2 separate regions of the Drosophila melanogaster genome follow, and region 1 is linked to region 2. Evidence: chromatin contacts called from public Hi-C data. All regions are on one chromosome and are shown on one strand. Each heading gives the region's core, a stretch centred on a gene start, on an enhancer-like site or on the middle of the called end of the contact. The rest is flanking DNA. Distances are from core to core; before and after follow the strand shown.

Evidence for each region. Hi-C and Micro-C count contacts between places; a contact is called where the count stands out from the background.
Region 1: a Hi-C map of the Kc167 cell line shows a contact between it and region 2, with 1.9 times the contacts expected there. The contact joins the promoter of Cadps here to the promoter of Kif3C in region 2. A contact is called at or near these places in 17 of 107 Hi-C or Micro-C datasets (the Kc167 cell line, the ML-DmBG3-c2 cell line, the OSC cell line and 8 more) and 1 of 6 datasets of contacts at active chromatin or transcription factors (the Kc167 cell line).

Annotation. Positions count from the first base shown.
Region 1 is chr4:1,227,723-1,233,614 of dm6, reverse strand. Cadps (Calcium-dependent secretion activator) reads right to left here and starts at 2,778. Exons shown (of 23, transcript NM_001031858.2): 1 at 2,601-2,778; 2 at 105-486. The coding sequence starts at 445. It overlaps Dyrk3 (Dual-specificity tyrosine phosphorylation-regulated kinase 3), which reads left to right and starts at 2,902. Exons shown (of 7, transcript NM_001038725.2): 1 at 2,902-3,117; 2 at 3,195-3,309; 3 at 3,497-4,035; 4 at 4,100-4,962. The coding sequence starts at 3,642.
Region 2 is chr4:1,145,771-1,151,957 of dm6, reverse strand. Kif3C (Kinesin family member 3C) reads right to left here and starts at 4,492. Exons shown (of 5, transcript NM_143682.4): 1 at 4,340-4,492; 2 at 2,745-2,969. The coding sequence starts at 4,411. All of the region lies in intron 1 of CG32017, which reads left to right.

The DNA of each region.
Region 1 (5,892 bases), core at 1,529-4,028, 83 kb before region 2:
AAAAAGTAAAAAAAAATTGGGCATTAATTAAAACACGAACACAATGTACAGAAATTGTTGTTGCAATGTGTTTGAAAATAATGCGTTGTATGAACATTACCAACCTCGGAATACCATTACTGGGAACTTCAAGATTTCCGGTATCAGCTCGGTTGCCACATATTTGCTCAATTTTGTTAGAGGTTGATCCTAAAGCTGCTACACTAATGTTCCCAACATCGTTGCGGTTACAAATAGAACTTATATTAGATTGTCTTTGATTTCCGATCAAATCTGTATTAGAGCCAGATACAGGAATGTTTGATCCTACGACGGATCCTGCAGATCCTCCAATTATAGAAACGGCACTTGTTCCTTTGGTCGTATTTGTAAGACGTCCTTTTGATGAAACGTTAGGAACAGCGTCATCTTCTCCTTCTTCCTCACTTGAACTAGGATCAATCATGGTAAAAAAATAAGCGGAACGCGATTACTTGTTTTTTAATCCTAAAAATAAAAGAATTCAAAATCATATTAAAAGACGAAATTTGTATACCCTCGTAACATTTTTAATAGTCTTGTAAATTTCTATCGATTTGCAAAACAAAATTTTTGCCACGCCAGCAACCCCCTAAAACTGCTACGCCCACACTTTTAAACGATTTTTCGAAATTTTTCATCATTTTATTGGCCTTGTAAATTTCTATCGATTTGACTTGCATTATCCATCAATGGTTCCTGTTGACGTACGTCAGTCACTTGAAATCATGGTATTTGATGACTTTCATAGCATTATGTGTAGTGTATAATGTTGCACAAATTACCCAGTTTAATTCACATTATCGATGTAGTTACCTTTTTTACTATTTTTTTTATAATGCACATCACCAGTTTTCATTGAGTTTTTTAACTGGCAGCTCTCGGCGGTTTGTGGGCGTGGCAACATTGGTCAATAAACTAGCGCTAATTCTATGTCTAGAATCTGTATACTTAATCTGGCAAATCGATAAAAATTTACAAGAGTAATAAAAATATGAAAAAATATCAAACCATTTTTGTGGGCGTTAGATTGGGCGTGGAAACATGAGTATGATATTACTATTACATTATTACATTGTTATTATTGTACTGATTAAAACAACGATAACTTTAGCTTGTTTCTTTTACTTATTGAAATTATACTTATAAATCGTTTGTTTACATTTATAATACGCTATTTGATGGGGAATTTAAAAAAAAGGTGAATGTATGCCTTATAACTTAGAACAAAAATAACCATAGTTGATGGGTTTTCAAACGAATTCTTATTTTCGCTAAGTTAAAAAAACCTTTTATTTTTATTTGTAACACACCACCATCTGAAATATGTATATATTTGTTCACCACCACCCTTAAGGGTTGAAGAATAGAGCAATTTCTTTGGGAAGGTTAATTGCTTCAAATACCTTAAATATTAGATTTATGCTTGTCGTTCGGTAATGTATGGTGCTTATAATATAGCTTTAAATTATGAACAAACTTTATCACTATTTATATGAATTCGAGTTACACGATAACAAAACTTTGAATTCATTTACTATGTGAATGACAAACGAAATTCATAGTATAATTATTGACAAAAATATAAGTTTTTTATGTATTTTCAAGGCGACATCAGGTTTATTTCACAAATTATCTACTTCTATTTATACAGTTCTCTATTTTCACATATGAATAAATGGATTTCCGTTTGAAGAATAGTTAAGTTGGAGAAGCAAAAAAAATCGATGGAACTATCGATAACTTCGATGGTGGTAACCTTAGCACTCCCGTTACAACTACTGTTTTCGACGATTTGGTTGATGATTTGCAGAAGTTTCTGATTTTCAATAATTTAAGTAAAGCAGGACTGTCTGAAACACAATTAGATTTAAATTATGCCTAAATTTTGTAGTTGAAGGGATTCTTAAAATACTTTTTATTTTGGTTAAGATGAATTTCTTAATAACTATTTGATAAACGTTTTGGAAATTATATCTACCTTAGTTTATTTAGTTCAAAGAAATGGAATATTTTTTACAGATCAATAGAAACTGTCAAGACAAATAAAAACGTGGTGGAACTCCATAGTCAACTCGTTACTTATATAAAAATTAAAACAGAAAACAGTTAAATCTTTAAAAAATTAATCTGAGTCAAAAGTTAGTTTCTGGACTATATGCATTGCATTTGACTGTTTTACTGCCCGCCATGCTTGACAAAATAGCATTCGAGTCATAAAACACTATAAACAATGAGCACAAAACATTGATACTAGGACATTAGAGACTTGCCTTGATTTAACTTATACATATTTGTTGGCAAATCGATAGAAATATTCACAACAAATAATGATTTGATAAATATTAAGTAAAGTATTTGTCCTAAAACAACAGCTCTTTCGCCCATTCGTAAAAATTAACCCTAATGACATAATGATCATTATAAGCGAATAACAACGCTTTCTTAGGGCCATGCATGAATGATCTAAACTAAAAAAATGTTATACGACCTTTTTAAAATCATAATAGTAAAATGGGAAAACAGGAATAAATATTCCCATGAATTATATATGTATGTTACAATACCACACGTGTTCTTACGATTTGACTCGCATTATATGGGCAAACGATTGCCCTGCAAATTATATATAAAGTCGATTTCCGCTCGAAAACGGTCCGGTGGACTAAGTATTGATTTATTCAATTTTCGTCACAAACTTTGATATTAGAGCTGTTGTATGCTAAGTGGTTCCTATGTTTGAGTTGCGAAACAAGTTCTAAAGAACTTTATTCTGGACCACCGAAGTCATTTTATATGGTACTCCGTTGATTATGGTTATAAAACGTGCTTCAAACGCTATTGTGAGTACATGTGAGCCAGGTGGCATGTTAAAACTGTTTTAACACGGTCACACTGTTCTTCTCTTTGTTCGGGTCGCTTTGAAAATTGTGTATTCAAATGAAATTGTACGATAAACAAATATCTGGTTTTACCTATTTGTAAAGTATACAATACAAATCATTGCAATACATCAAATATTATAGCTCTCGGTTAATGTTTAATCAAACTGTTCTGATACAGTCTTCATCGATGTGCAATATTTGTACATATATGTATGTATGTACATGGACATAAACTCAATTAAGTGTTGACAATATACTTATTAAGGTATTATTATATTTAATTAATTAAAGGTATAGCAATACAAAAATAATAAATTTAAGCACAAGTGCCGAAGTTTATAACCTCAATATATATTACTATTTATTTTGGCTGTGCCTTTCAACTGTTCGTTATGTATATGCAGATGTAAGTACATATATACAAACTATTTACACAAATAAAAAGTATTTAGAAAAAACCAAGATCGGAAAGTTAAAAAACAAAATCAATTTTGATACGATAATAGGATATTTTTTTAAAGTAGAGTGCATTGCCGACTAAAATGTATATTAAGGCACACAATCGTTATTAAACCAAATATTTCTTATTCCAGTTGCGGCAAACTAGTTTAATGAAAACTGTGTTGTTATAAAACACATTAAATAATTCTGTATCCTGGGAACACCCGAAATGTAATAAACTAATTTATAACAATCTACATAAAATCGGATTTAATAACTACCATAAACAAGCGCACTATGGTCGGTTCTCAAGAAAAAAAAAACAATCATATCGAATTATCTGAAACACCCGCAACAGACAAAAATAATTTAAACACAACTCATCTGGAAAACACACAACTCTCAAAAGCACTTTCACCTCCTACATCACTACCTCAGATACAAATTCAGATGATTAACCAAAATTTAACACATACTGGTATCGCTCAAAATAATACTGAAAAAGCCAACCGTCATCAATACCGGGACAGTGGATTACAATATTTAACCCGATGCTTTGAACCATTGGCAATGCTCAATGATAGTAAAGAAGACTTTCCCACGCAGCCATCAAATAATATTGCCAATTACCCTGGAGATATTCAAATTTTACCCATTTTCGATTGCTGCGAAATTTCAGAGTCTATTCAAGGTAAAAAATTTTTTGTCACTAATAAGTATTTAAATGATCCTTTTAATTAAATTAAAAATTATAGCAATATCGTTGCCTAATGTAACATCTCCATCAAAGACAAAAGATGTTCCTGGGTTGTTTTTGCGTACGATTTCGGAAAATTCGAAATCAAAGTCGGAACCCGAATGTGAATCGCTAATTTCAGTCAAAGAATCTTCTGTAATGGAAAACCACACCTTTTTATTTCACGAACAAATTATTATGTCTGGCCAACAAAAATGTGAATTACACGAGAAACCGAAGGTTCTGGTAGTTTCCCCACAACAAGTAATGATTTTATATATGAATAAACTAACTCCATACGAGCGAACAGAAATACTAACTTATCCGCAGATATATTTTATTGGCGCCAACGCTAAGAAGCGCCCAGGAGTCTATGGCCCAAATAATTCTGAATACGACAATGAACAAGGCGCTTACATTCATGTACCGCATGATCACGTAGCATATCGGTATGAAATGCTAAAGATAATCGGAAAAGGTAGCTTTGGACAGGTCATTAAAGCGTATGATCATAAAACTCACGAACATGTTGCCTTAAAAATAGTGCGCAATGAAAAGCGGTTTCACCGCCAGGCCCAAGAGGAAATTCGCATTCTTCATCATTTACGCCGTCACGATAAATATAATACTATGAACATCATACACATGTTTGATTACTTTACTTTCCGCAATCATACATGCATTACATTTGAGCTGCTCAGCATAAATCTTTACGAATTAATTAAGAAAAATGGATTTAAAGGCTTCAGTTTGCAGCTGGTGCGAAAGTTTGCACACTCTTTGCTACAATGTTTGGATGCACTATATAAAAATGATATTATTCATTGCGATATGAAACCAGAAAATGTGCTACTCAAGCAACAAGGACGTTCTGGTATAAAGGTAAGTACGTCGCTTAAAAATGACGGAACTTAGTAAAGTATACAGGATCGATTATATATATGACACTTACTCGAAGATAAAGGGATAGAAGGATAATAAAATAAAAGCTAGGATATAGCCATGACCGCCCGTATAAGGGTCCCGAGCGCGCGATACTCGTTAAGTAAAGTGTATACTAGATTGTTGAAAAGTATAAAGTATATTCTTGATCAGGATCAATAGGTGAATAGATCTGGCCATGAACTTCTCGATCTCAGGAACTATAAAAGCTAGATGGTTGAGATTAAGCATACAGATTCGAGAGACATATACGCAGAGCAAGTTTGTTGACCCTTGCTGCCAAGGTCACTCTAACGCCCAAAACTTCCACGCCCACTCTTTTGAAAAATGTTTTGATATTTCTTCGTTTTATTTTGTTTGACTTGCCAATTCTTATCTGTATACCAAAAACACCTTGGCCACGCCAACTACAAATACAAAACGCCAGAAACGGTCATGACCACACTATTAAACAATTTTTAAATTAAATATCTATCGATAACCCGAAAAAATTATGAAATTTCACGTTTACATTCCCACTAGCTGAGTGACGGGTGTCTGATAGTCGGGGAACTCGAATATACATATATACATTCTCTCTTGTTTAATCCTAGCTTCAATCTCTTTTTCCATTATACCATCCGACGATGGAAGCTAGCTTCAGGTTAGTCGTTTGCAACCCCGAGAAAAACATTACAACACGCGTTTGGCCACTTAAGCCAGCGTACTTAAAGTGTTCAATTATTTTACATAGCCAAGAATTATTTTTTTACTTGCCCGGCCTTTGTTAAATTACGGCTTTTGTGTTGGAAACAGACAACATTTGTGTGTCTATAAGTATTTTAATTCGAACAAGTGTACAAAGTAAACTATACATATTCCCAAACTTGC
Region 2 (6,187 bases), core at 3,243-5,742:
GCGGTTCAGTTTTTGTGCTAGTTATCCATTAAAATAATTTTTTTTCGAAAAATGATTATAATTCTGTCTGTTATTTTTATAATAATTATTATTAGAAGGACGCCTAACTCTGATTCGAGAATATGGATTTCTCTTTTATCGATATAAATAAATTCCAATCTGTAATGAATTCCTTGAAAGTTTAATCTGTACTATGGTTATTTAAAGCATCATGTGCTGCTCCCATGATTTTATTACGTAAAATTGTTAAAGCGATAAAATAATGTTCGCTTTGAATTTTGTATAGACTCATGGCAGTTTCTGCCGCTTCTCTCCAGCCTACATATTGGGTTATTTCACCTGTGAACTTTGGTAAAGCTTTATCAACCGCTAGGGTAGTTTCGCATTTTATAAATGGGTCAACTGTTTGGATTTTATAATCCTCTACTACATTTTTGCTGGCGTTTAACTGCCCTTCTATCCTATAATTTATCTATAAGTTCTTTTAAAGACTTAATATTTTTTCATGCTCACGATACTTTCCGTTAAGTCTTCCTTTCGTTTAGTTGTCCTGATTACTTTCTGTTGGGGTCTTCCTCCATTTTAGTTATCATGATTATTTTCTGTTTGGGTCTTCCTTCAATTTTTTTTTGTATTTAACTGTTGCGCGGTATGCCTTCAGCTCTTCCTTCCTTCTTAGTGTCGATTTTTTTATTTTTAAAATAATGTTGATTTTAGTTTTAAATATTGTAAATAGTTCTTAAAAATTAAATTCTTAATTGGATTATTGCATTAATTAATTTCCAATTAAGTTTTTCCATGATCACTGTCACAGTAATTAGATTTCATTGGATTAATGTGGATGTTTTGATTTTTGCACTAAAAATATGAGGTGCTTGGCGGCGCGAGTTCCGTTTTATATAAAACGTAATATCGTTAATGTTTTTTTTTTAACTTTTGAAGTACACCGCCCCACGTTGGGCGCCACTTAAAATTGTAACTGTTTAATTAATTAAAGCAATAATTTTTTTTATTATAATTTAATATTTTATTGGTGATCAACTTTTTCACTTATACTATGCAAGATAGTAGTGTCATAGGCTTTCCTTTGCATCCCATATAATAGTGTTCACAGAGAATTGGTTAAAACTCCGATGTCTTTCCAGGTATGTACACAATATATAGGTATAACTGTCCCTCCAGACGGGGGACCTTCATGACTTTATTGACCGCTTGCTCGACTATATATAATTTCGTCCACTTACAATCCGATCTAGACAGCTTTCATATATGGTGCCGTGATAACGGATGTTACGGATGTGCTCTTTGGACAGAATATCGCGTGTCGCTGATCTTGGTGATCTTCTGGACCTTAAACCAAAATTTTCAAACTATATTTCGAATATTGTCAATAAGGCCAGCGGTGTGCTTGGTTTTATAAAAAGGTGGTCTACGGAATTTAATGATCCTTACATGACTAAAACCTTATTTATTTCGCTAGTCCGTCCGATTCTTGAGTATGGATACCCCTTATCTTAAATTATTGTAGATCTACTCAACCTCGGCCAGAAGCTTTTCTTTAACATTTTCATGAACTTTCAAATATGTTTAGGATAAAAGCTTTATACTGAAATTATTTCACATTTAATGTGAAACTAAAATAAGTGTGCGAGTGTGCATAAACTCTCTCTGAATTTTTTTGAACTATGGGCTTCTCCGGACTGATGGCTCCAGTTATTTTAGCATTGCTTAATTCCCTGGGCAGCGAAGACCATCTCTCTTCCATTGGCCATTTTGGACAACAAAAATTTAAATTTGTTCATTGCGTTTTTTACTAAATCAAATATATACAAACATCCATGATATATGCTTAAATCTATTAATATGCGAAAACATTTAAACCACGCCACAAAAATGTTAAACTATATTCCTAATGATCCACTCTGGTAATCGAGAAAGCCGACTATAGTGTTCTCTCTTAATTTTCTTTTTCCGACTAAATTTCTGAAAATATTTGGGAAAGATGCAGGACGGACATGACTGTCACAATGTGGTTGTATGTACTTATTAAGAATATACATATGTATAAATTAAGTATTTTATGCCGGTGTAATCGCGCGCGGCTATACGAGTCTGGGTGTCGGGCGGGGCCGCGACAATTAAAGACAAGGAGTTAATATTAATTCTTTATTTGCTAAGCCAAGCGGAGCTGTGGCGTTGGAGTACGAAATCAAACTAAAGCTACAAATACAGAAATTCAAGTTAGGAGCTAAAATAGAAAACGAATCACATTGTTGCGGTTTCATATTCGTAGCGGTCATGCAAATAAACAAAGTTTGCCAGCTACGTAACGACGTCCGGCATAATGCTTACATTGCAGAATGCCTTCGTCGACGTATTTCATGCGGTGGACATAGCGACGGTAACTTTAGTTAATTATATACTTTATATGGTTGCCAATGTCTTCGGGCTTAACCGTAAAATCAGATGTTTTAATGTAATATCGGAAAACGTACAATCAATGTAAGTTTTAAAAATGTTGTAGCACAAAAAGCACAATATTTTACCCTTTTCGAGCGGCAAGCATTATAAAATATTCAGTCGGACATGGCCGCTCGACTCATCTCGGCTGGTGGTCCTGTTAAGGAATTTATACACTTTATACCTGTTCATTTTTTTTACGAATATAGTTAACCTTTAGCTATACTAGTCATTACTATACTACCCGTCTACATACATACACATTTACATATTTTGACAAGTACCTGCATTGTGTGTGTTTTCCCACAACCTGTTTGACCGTAAGCAAAAATGGTTCCATTATATCCTTCGATTGTACTCTCAACTAATGAATAACACATCTCGTCGTAAATCACTTCCGTGTCAGTTTTCATATTATAAACACTATCAAATATGAATTTTTTTTGTTGAGATATGCGAGCTGATGGATTAGTCACGGAAACTGCAAATTCATTAATTTCAACAATGTTCTGAAATGACAAAAGTAAATAAATTGTCGTTTTATTAAAAAATAAATTAATTTTATGATCGCAAAAAATCTTAGCTTTATATAACTTTGAAGTATATTCACCCCAAGACAATTATAATTTCGTAGGCATTTCTATCGGCTTTTGTGTCAGTTTGCTGACTTTGATTAATTCAAAGTTTGATTATTTAAGATAACCGAACGCCGTAAATTAAATCACCGAAAAGCTGCTAATCGCACTGATGACCAGAGAGAGAGAGACAGTCAAAGAAAATGTTGTATTGTATTACTATCTCAGAAATGTGATACTTATTATAGAAAAATGAATTAAATAGGCTTTAGATTCTAGGAGCTCTTGCACATAAAAGCAACAACTATCATAATATTAAAAATTATTCAAATGTGTGGGCGTGACCGGTTTGGCGGCCTTAGGGTGTTAGAGGTGGCGTGGCAAAAAGTTTTTTTGGCAAAACGATAGAAATTTACAAGACAAATAAAATTATGAAAAAATATCCAATAATTTTTCTAAAATGGTGGCGTTGCGACCACGACCACAATTTTTGAGAAATGTGTTGTATTTTTTCACATCTTTATTAGTCTCGTACGTTTGGGTTTCTTACAATAATTTAATTAATATCTATCGATTTGCAATAAAAAAAAATTTTTGTCACGCCCACTCTATTGAACAATTTTTTATACTTTAATTAGTCTTGTAAATTTCTATCGATTTGCAAAAAAACCGGTCACGCCCACACTTTTGAACAATTCTTAAATTTTATCCCATCTTATTCCCCAATATTTATCGATATCCCAGAAAAATTATGATATTTCGAGTTCGCGTTCACACTAGTAACGGGTAACTGATAGCCGCGGAAATTGACTACAACATTCTCTCTTGTTTAAATTATCTATACGAAGTCTGCCGGGAAGCTAGTACTTAATGTAAACATATCTATTAATTGCGTATTTATAATGCGTGTTCGGAGCGGATCGCCAGGGCCTAGTCATGCATAGGTGTATCACTTTACTAACACAACTTTATTAACCTGCATGATAAGTCCCAGTCTCCAAGGAATCCTGAAAACGCTAAAACTTTCTTTTACCCAAATATGTTTTGTTAAGGGTATTGAAGGATTATCATCTTCCATATATTTAGAAAAGACAATGTTTAATGAATGTATTTAAAAGTTAGTGTTTTTGATTTCCACCAAGTCGCTGTAGTTTGGAAGTACAGCAAATTTGCTTTCCTTACCTGTTACACACTCTTAACAAAACAAAATATTTAAAATCCCAAAAGTGTTCGGCAAAAAAATTTAACCTTCTCTTTGTAATGTCGATATAAAGTCGATGTAATAAATTAAAATATACACTTACTTGACAGTTTCGTTCTTTTTCAGTTTGGTTCATCGGACGACATCGAACAACAACTTTAATATTTTCACTCATTTTCCTGTGTTGGTCAAAATAAGTCTTAAAGTTTACTTAAAATTCAACTAAAAATATTTATAATTGCTTCAAGAGAAAATCCATACATGAAATTAAAAGCTACTTTGAAAGTATTCGAAATACATTCACGTAAAGCTCCGAATTTAAATCATTTTCATACCATAATTTTGGTAGAATCAATAAGTCTTTCCCAACCTTGTGAAATGAAACCGCTCATCATCCAAAGTTTTAAAGAACTTTGAATTTCAAAGCAACATTTTTTACTTATGTGTATAAAATTGCCATTTGACTGAAGTAAAAATAAAGATTTTAGTCAAATTTTTAAATATCCTGATTTGGTATACCCTTTAACAATACGAGTAACGAGTAATAATACGAGAAAAAAGTGCTAAACGTTGCGTGCAACATAATAGATTATCGGCATTTTGTGAAAAACCACATGTTTTTGAATTCAAATAAAAATTTATGCATTCCATTATTATGCATAAGTATATAATTAGGTATATTATGGATAATTCGCATCGGCAGTTAAATGAAAATATAAAAATATACTTCCATTTTGAATTGCGTAAGAATATTGTATTTTGTATTAAACACAAGTTTTTTTGAAAACTTAGGAAATAAGCCTTTCTTATATCGTACGATCATAACGGGCGACACACAAGATTCGATTATACACTTAGCGTATTTTAAAATGGGTTATATAATTAAAGCTTGCCCATATTGCTTAATTTAGGCTAAAAACAAAAGAGTTAATTTTAATCCAAATTTTAATAAATTTTTGAAGCTAACAACAATTCGATATTACCCAGTGTGAAAAACCATTCTGTGCCTCACGATTTCTTCGAAATCGATAGGGAATGTATGGGAATGCTCTATTATAATACACATATAAACTAATTTTGCAAAGCTTTAAGCTCCCGTTTTGACCACTGTAACCTGAAAAGAGGGCTACGATTTTTGAACACGCGCACGCGTGATCTTAGGATGCAAGTCACATACGATATGAACCAACCCTCACTTAGTCACGTTTCCGCGGAGTGTTGTAGACGTCATAGCAAAGAGTATTCATTACAGGTACACGGTACCATATTTCAAGCAAAGCGCGTTTGTTAGGCATTACCGTCAAATATTAAAGATAATTAAATTTTGAAAATATTGTATAAATATTTCAAAAACTTACCAGTTAATTTAACAATTATTTGTACTTTTTAATTGTATTAAGTAAAACTTGTATTAATGATATGTATTTATAATAATTTTTTCTATTTAATTTTATTTTAATTTCATTCATTTCATCATTTAATTTTAAACAATCGAGTTTTTCAGATAATAATATGTAAGTTCTTAAATTGAGCTTTAACGACGTAGTGAATATCTATCTGCGCATGACTTAAATTTTAATTTTGTTCTTACGAAAACTGTGTATATAGGTACGAAAGCGATTCATTCATAAAATACATATACAGTTTTATACAACTCAAAACATTTAAAAAATGTATAAACGTAAATAAAAAATAATACATATATCATTATTGAGTTTTGTAATCTATTTATATATACATATATACATATATACATATTTATATATTTATATATTTACATATTTATATATTTATATATTTATATATTTATATATTTATATATTTATATATTTATATATTTATATATTTATATATTTATATATTTATATATTTATATATTTATATATTTATATATTTATATATTTATATATTTATATATTTATATATTTATATATTTATATATTTATATATT